Regions from separate parts of the Arachis hypogaea genome. Here region 2 is linked to region 1. Evidence: chromatin contacts called from public Hi-C data. All regions are on one chromosome and are shown on one strand. The core of a region is the stretch at or near the end of the contact, and the rest is flanking DNA. Distances in the headings are between cores, read along the strand shown.

What was found. A called contact is a pair of places that touch in the nucleus more often than the background predicts.
Region 2: a contact with region 1 is called in a Hi-C map of an unstated tissue, with 3 times the contacts expected there. The contact joins the promoter of LOC112726515 here to the enhancer-like site in region 1. A contact is called at or near these places in 3 of 8 Hi-C or Micro-C datasets (leaf and an unstated tissue).

The regions. Positions count from the first base shown.
Region 1 is chr12:4,876,623-4,880,955 of arahy.Tifrunner.gnm2.J5K5, reverse strand. No RefSeq gene overlaps it. Among protein-coding and RNA genes, the nearest start is that of LOC112726514, 22 kb to the left of the region's middle. Within about 2 kb of position 2,390, at least 1 of the 3 cell types and tissues checked has open chromatin away from gene starts, as enhancers often do.
Region 2 is chr12:4,920,199-4,924,531 of arahy.Tifrunner.gnm2.J5K5, reverse strand. LOC112726515 (pentatricopeptide repeat-containing protein At3g62890) reads right to left here and starts at 2,389. Exons shown (of 2, transcript XM_025775926.3): 1 at 2,241-2,389.

The DNA.
Region 1 (4,333 bases), core at 1,141-3,640:
GAAGTGATATTTTTTCACCTACATATATAATCTATTTAAATAGTGGTCACAACTTAACTTATGAGCATACAACACAATAAAGTGTAAATGTATGCATAGTTAATACTTTCACCGCGTGCACTACGTGCCCACTTTCACTATCTTTCTTTTTCATTTTTGTAGTAGTTGCACTACTTATTATTATATAGCTAGGTATATTCTACTTTTAACTTTAAATGATGTTATATTCATAAATTCATAATTATAATGAATAGTATAATGCTTACGTGGCTGCTACATATTACTCACATTTTGCCCTACTTCATGCAAACACCTACCCCCACTTCTTAAATTAAAGCCAATTTAGTGCTAGATATATATATTTAGTTTCTTTTTTATTTTTTTTTAAATAATTTCTATTTGAGTATTTGAAATTTTATAGGGAATAGAGTTTTTTTTAGTAGAGATAATATTTAATTTGGTCCTAAATTTACATGTAAATTTTAATTTAATCTTTAAAATTTTAATTGTCATTATTTAGTCCTCAAATTTTGCAAACATAACTCATGTTAGTGCTTGAAACAATTTTCAACGTACAAACGTTAACGAAACACTGTCGTAGACAGCCAGATGCTACACTAAACTTTATAAAATGATGTCGTTTTAGTTTTGACACTCAAATAACCCGAAAACAATATCATAAGTGGTGTTTATTAAAATTTTACCTAACAAAATAAGTGATACGACGCAGTTTATGAGCTATTTGAATGTCAAAACTAAAACTGCATCATTTTATAAGTTTCAACGTGATATCTGACTGTCTATATTAGCGTTTCATTAATGTTTTTGTACTGAAAATTGTCTCAGGGACTAATATGAGGGATGTTTATAAAGTTTGAAGACTAAATAGAGACAATTAAAACTTCAAGGACTAAATTGAGACTCGCGTATAAATTTAGGGACCACATTGAGTATTAACACTTTTTACTATTTTTTTTTTCATATTCATAATTTAAGCTTGAAATTAATTCTTAAAAAAATATCTGTTATTTTTACCTAATTATATGTTAATTTGCAAAGTTAGATGCTCCTATTGGAGGCTAACAATTGCAAAATTAGGGTATAGTGATTTTGACTTTTGGGACCTCTCATCATGGTGGTCGGTTGATGATTCAGATTTTTTTTTTAATTTTAATTTTTCCTAAAAATATTTCGCAATTATTATATTGAATGGCATGAGTACAAGTGTTAAGTGATCTGCATGAAGAGATAGCTAAATCTACCCTTTAATCATTTTTGTTGATTAAACGTTTACTTTCATCATTAACTTACTATGTGCATGAAACATTTGTCTTTGACATTATTTTACAATAATGAGTATTTTCTATTTGGAAAAGTATAGGTAAACAATGAAAATATTAAACAATATAAACAATAAATATATCGGATGTTTATTTTACTAGTGTACGGATGGTTATTTTAATATTAAAATTTAGAAAATTAAATTAGAGGTGTAGTGTATTCTGATTTGATTGGTGGTTGTTCATATTGTTCAATAAAATCATTGTCCCCCTAGCATTTCCCTTTCTATTTTGATTCCTAATAAATCATAAGTGCATGAGATGACTTACAAATTTAACACTTATTATTGCTTAAAATAATGTTTTTAAAAGAAATTAAAGGGTGTGACTAATCATTTATAACACGTGATATGTCACATGTCATCATTTTAAAAAATTTGGAAAAACAAATATTAGTTTTAATTAACATGGCATGTTACCTATCACTTAATATGACATATAAGTATTATCACTTAACATGGTATCTTCACTTCTTATATTACTCCCTTATCTCAACGAACAATATAAATAAATAAGCATGAAATTTTTAAATTTTTTTTTGTTTTCTATGGTATTTTTCAGTTCGCAAGTTAAAGGATTAATTTGTCGTGGATCGGAGTTCCATTTAAGGATTTGTTACTAGCCAATGGGTTGCTGCATGCACAAGGCGTGATTCGAATCCATAACACTTGTTTAAGTGAATTAGTGAGTTAACCACTAGACCAACCCAACATGGTTATTAAATATGAAATTTTTTTTTTTTGGTATACAATAAATATGAAATTATAACCTATCATTTCCCCACATGTTCTTTTTTTTTTTTGTGGTATTGGGTTCCTCAAGTATCTAGTAATTTCACTACCCATATTAAGTTTTGTTTGAAGGATTTCAAACTATGGAGGGAAAACAAAATAGTCTACATAGTTGAGAAGATCCATTTGCATTTGAGAAAGCCTAGAAAAAGAAAAGAATATACTTTTGGAATAATATTTTGGTCATAATGCTTTTGGAAAAGTTATTTGGGCCATTTATATACTAGTATTGGGCTTTCTATCTCTCACTATTGGGCTCACATGCTTTCTATTCTAGCAATAATAACACTACATCAATAACTTTCATTATTGGACTCCAGCCCATTGGAATAAGAAAAAGAACACTTTCATTGCATTTGTTTCTACGAAGAATTTGATCAATCATCTAAAGTGAAAAAATAGATAAAATGATAAAATAGATGATTAATTAACATTAATTTTAGAGTAATATTTTAAATAGGTCTCTAAAAAATTTACGATCGGACAAATTTATCCCAAATAAAATTTAACTAAAATTTTGACTCTGATGTTTTTAGTTATATACCAGATACGTCTCCATGGCAGTTTGACTCGGTCAGGATGTCCTACGTGGAGGTTAAAGGGCTGACGTATCAGATTAACTGCCACGTGTCACCTCCAGGACAATTTGGTCCCCATCCAAGCTGGACAAAACGACGTCGTATTGGATCATGAGGCGAACGACGTCATTTCGTGGAGGACAAATTCATCCCCACCAGACCTATATGCCTGTTCAAGAGGACCTATCTGTTTGATGATTATGCTTCTATAGGGATCTATTTGTCTGATAATAACCTATAATTGGTGACATTATTCTCAAATATATTCATTGTCTTTTTTTAGTTTCATTGAAAACACAAGCTGATGTATCTGGACCTACTAGCTTGCAAAATTCTAATCCTCCTTCTCATGACGCTCAAATTGAAGATTCTCCTTCACATGTCACAAAAAAATGTCTCAGACAATCCCAAAGTATGCTAATTTTGAATGACTTAATACGTATGTTGAAATCTGTATGAAACATCCTCATAATAATTTTGTTAATTTCAGGCTCAGTAACCTTTTAGACGTCCAAAGCAAACAATAATCAGGCTCAAGGCCCAGAAGAATGTTAGTGCTAAGAACATGGCAGTTGAAATCAGTGACACAACATCTAGATTGTTCAAATTTATTCCAACACCGGGATAAAAATGGATGAAACAAACCAAAAGCAATGTGTTTCTTTTATACTATTTCACCACAATTGATTTCATGCATATCCATCTAAATATAATGAGACATTTTAATCTAATAATTTGATAATCAACACGGAGTAAAACTTGCCTAAACAACCACCACATACATACAAAACACAACTACAACTACCAATGCCCCCAATTAATATACCCCTAAACAAAGCAAAAACAGTATGCTTCTTCACAATTTGGCTATCCTCATTCTTTTTCAACAACAGATTTTCCAACTGCTTCACTCTCTCCTCCAAGCCATCGTTCAACATACACATTAAGTCATTTAAAATTAGCATACTTTGTGATTGCCTGAGACATTTTTTTGTGACATGTGAAGGAGAATCTTCAATTTGATTGTCATGAGAGGGAGGATAGAATTTTGCAAGCTACCAGGTCCAGATACATCAACCTGTGTTTTCAATGAAACCAAAAAAGGACAATGAATATATTTGAGGGTAATGTCACCAATTATAGATCAGATAAATTTCCTCAAACAGGCAGATAGGTCCCTCATTTAAAACGTTGCCGTTTCGCAACTCTGCCTTCCATGGTGGGGACGAATTTGTCCTCCACGAAACGACGTCGTTCGCCTCATGATCCAATACGACGTCGTTTTGTCCAACTTGGATGGGAACTAAATTGTCTTGGAAGTGACACGTGACAGTTAACGTGACACGTCACTCCTTTGACCTCCATGTAGGACGTTATGATCAGGTCAAACTGTCATGGGAACGTATCTGGTGTATAACTAAAAATGTAAGGGTTAAATTTTATTTAAATTTTGTTGGAGACAAATCTATCCGACCGTAAATTTTTTGGGGATCTATTTGAGGTATTACTCTTAATTTTATAATTTTCATAAAATATGTGCCTCACAATCTTAATTTGAGAGTGATTAACTCCTCATTTTAGAGGATCTTGATCCTTCTATGAAATAGGCCAGTAACTAATTTAT
Region 2 (4,333 bases), core at 1,140-3,639, 44 kb before region 1:
TCAAATTCAATAATGTATCAACACCAGAATCAACAATTGCGGTAGCAGCAGACACAAAAAACAGCATCATGATTAAGAAGCAAAACCAGTGACAGAGCCTTCACCCCTTCCCACTTTCGAACCATATTAACAAACAAAAGGAAGGTTCTAAAAACCGAACTGGTGATCTAACCGCTCTAGTTACTGATTCATTGGTTCAACCGGTTCAACCGTAGTTCAACCAAAAAAACCGTTTTATAATAAACACCTGATTCTATAAAAATTCAATGAATAGAGCAACTGGTTCTAAACACTCTTCTACAGCATTTTTTTACTTCAAATGGGGATCATAAACAACTAGTTCTATGAATAAACAAACTACAATAATATGCAATGCCAAAAATAGGTCAATAATGAAATAAATTCTCTCTTCAATTCTATGTTCAAGCTTGTAGCAGCCCAGAATCAACAGAGTAATACAATTGAAATAGTCTTCCTTCGTATTCTTATATACCTCAAAGAATTTCCTACAAAATGAAAATTGAACCCAACACACAGCCTTAAAACAAAAACAAAACAACACTCAGAAATCATCACCTCTTCCAAATACAACCTTAAAACAAAACAGAACAACATTCAGAGTTTGAGCATTGATCACAAAAAATTGATTTCTGAAACAAAACAAAAACAACATAACAATATTCAGAGTTTGAGCATTGATCACAAAAAATTGATTTCTGAAACAAAACAAACAATCAACAAAACAATGAAAAATGAAGCATATAATAAATCAATGATCACCAATATCCAGCAATAATCTCAAAGACAACAATAAATACACAACAACAATTTAGCAAATAAACAAGAACAAGACCTAAGTAGAAAATCCAACAAATTAAATCACAGCAACCTAACAATTTAGCAAATTAAAACAATAGCAGCCCAACAATTTAGCAAATTATCAACTTAACAAGTTCAAGAACAGAAAATCACAACAAAAACAAAAAAACAAGTAACAGAAGAACAATAGAACAACAACATACGAACAATTAGCAAATTAACAAATTCACAATAACAGTTAAAATTTACCAGAAGAACACTAATGCAAGTGGAATCATCATGCTAATATGTTTTCAGCAAAGATGCTATTTGTGCAGCTAAAATTTCCTAATTACTAAGATCCAATTATTCTAATTTCACATGCAATCGACTTACTAAGTTTCTGAAAGCTAGAAATTATAAAACCAACCAGAAATATGGTTAAAGCATTTCATCAAACATGTTGAGTGCGGTAAAATTAAAATGAAATAAGAGAATTCAAAGCTTAATATCAATGTGATAGAGAAGAGAACATAACTATTGTAACTTTAATTCAGTCTATGAAAAAATCCAAACCACTAACAAATCAAATAGTTACTTATTGTAATAGAAATCAGAAGTTACAGAGTTTGAAGCAGAGTATTGGTGTTGTGAGTGTATTGTCTGGTGGCAGGTTTAGGGAACTCACGGCGGCGACAAAAGAGAGCAGTTCGACGGCTAGGTGGAGCGCGCGGGTTGGTCGCAGAGTTTGAAGCAGAGCAACGTGGCTTCCAGACGAACGCGAATGCGAACTCGAACGGTGAACGGCGAGTGAACTCTAACGGTGAACGCCGAGCGAACGTGAACGGCGAAGAACGCGAACGAAGACGACAGCTGAACGAAGACGCGAACGTGAACGGCAAACAAACGGCGACGGAAGCGCGGCTGAGCAGACAAAGACGACGGACGCCGAGCTCGAGGAAGCAGCCGCGATCGGTGAAAGCGAACAGGATTGAAGACTTGGAGCACGAGGGAACCTAGATAGACGGACGGACGCCGAACTTTGAGTGCGACGGATGGCGGCAGTATGCCACTCCTTGCGGCGGGGGTGTAGGCTTACAGTGCTAGGGGTTTTTTTGGCTGGGTTTGTGTGATTTCTTTCTGAATGAATGAAAGAAAGGGAGAAAGGGAGAAAGAAATGAAGGAGCTTCCGTTTTTGTGTAAACCGACTGGATTTCGGTTCGGTCTGACCAATCGGTCCGGTCCAATTTTCAAAACTATGGATGAAACAAAACAATAGAGATCAATTCATGAGACAAAACACAAAAATCCAATGTGGATATTTAAATCTTTATTTCATTGCTTTCACCTATATCTATCTGCATTTATTCACGGAACTACCAGACTTCACTTAAGTTGCAACATAGTTAAGTTTAAAATTTGATCAAAGGTTGAGAGAGTACCTTATCATTCGAGAGAACGAAGCTTCGGCGGCAAGTGACAACCGGCGGCAACCGTGCGGTGAGTGAGAGAGGTGAGAGTGTGTTTCAGAGTGAGGTGAGGTTGGGAATGGTTTGGGGATGCCGTTGAATTAGGTTTTTTTTCCATTCATAATAAAACGACATCGTATGGAAGGGGTTTAAAAAAAATGAGTAATTACCCAATTCAGTCCCCGATGATTTTTACAATGAACACTCTAGTCCCTGAGCCTTTTAAATACCCAATTAATTATGAATCCATTTCCCGTTCAAATTCGCCTGTTAATGATTGACGGAAGTCGTCTACATGGAACGTTAACTATACACGTGGCCGTTAAGTGCCATGTGTATCGAAGCGGACAATGCAGTCCCTATGGTTATGTTAGGAACGATACCGTTTTTTTAGTTCCAAGTCGTGCGGAAGATAGCCTAAGGTACTCTGCTAAAACCGTATTTGTTCTTCATCATCATCATCATGGTTCTAAAACCCCAGTTTCAGGTCGAATGACTCCAAACAAAGGAAGTTCATCGTGTTCGAATGTCGTGGAAGACATGGTGGTTCTAACTGTAGTGATTTCGGGCACGTTGACAAAAGGAGAATACCCCAAATGCCTATGTGGTTTATATATTGTAATCACCATTTCAAGGACTTTAGAAAATCCTAGGAGGTTGTTTTCCGGATGCCCGCTATACAAGGTAAATTGCAGCTTCAATTTTTGTTGATTTCCATGTATAAGTAAGTTGTTCGAGTGAGTTGTTCATGTGATTAACAGGAAAAGCTTTCTCACTAAAAGTTCTTTGCATGGGTTGACCTGATTTTTAATATCAAGAATAATCATGGTGCTGTGGAAGATGTTATGTTGGGTGGTGTTGATGTTGCTAATGTTAGTTCGTTGTGTACTGCTGCTGATGAAGTGCAACAAAAACTCATGGAGCTGCAAAGCAGAGTTGACATGTTAGATGTTCATGAAAATGGTGCCCCAAAGATTGAATGCAAGAATATATGTACTAGTATAGTGTTTGTTATTATTGTCTTTGTAGTGTTAATATTGACACGAGCAGTAGCCATTGCTGTTTTGTAAGTGATATAGGGGCCTAGATTTAGTCGAATGAATAATGTTGAAAATGTCTAGTTTGGTTGCTATTTGTTTGTATTGAATAAAATGAAACTTATTTGAACGAAAAATTTTTAAAAGATAAAGTAACACATATAACAAATTAGATATCAACCACCATTAAAAAGGTTTTGTACCTAAACATAAGTTTTAAACAAACAAGTTCACTGGATGAACAATCAAAATGCCAACCAAAGTTAATCATACAGTAGTGCATGAACTCCTAAGAGAGTACTATACATCTCTCATCAAAAAACAAATTCAAGTTTATCCAATCACATCCAGCAACACAACACATAAAAGACAAATATGTTCTTAGTTTTTTTCAAAAAATAAAATCAACAGCTAGATGACTTTTCAGGTAGATTACTTTTTTCTTGGGTGCTTGAATCCTAGGTTTGGAATGAACTGAAACATCTTGGAGGCAGTGCCCTTGCTTGCAGTAGTCATTGTTTCTATGGAGACTCCATGGTGTTGCTGAACCTGTGAATTAAGTGGGAAGATGGGTGGTGGAGTGCCAGAAGTAGTTAGTGAAAAGTTTGGTCCAGGTTGGTGTGGCCTCACAACAGGTTGTTTTGCTATGACTTGTAGTGGGCTAAAATTGTAAATTAAAGCAACATCAATGATAATATCTCAAATGTTGTAACTATATAAGAAGCATATGAAAGCAATTTGAGTAAAGGCATTCTAAACTTACTAAACTAGTGGTTAGCCCTCTGATATTTCCAATATTGGCATAGTTGGAACAATGGGTCTAACGTTGGTGGTTGCTTTCTAAAAGACAATGCAAGCATTGTACAACATAAGTCAAGCAATCTCCTATAATCTAGAGTTATGGTTAACACGTATTATTGTATGATGTACATAAAACTAACCAAATTAGGGGTTGGATTTCCAGTATTAGCAGATGAGTGCGGCTGGGAACCACTAGAAACTCCATTTTGCAACCAAATAAACATGTCA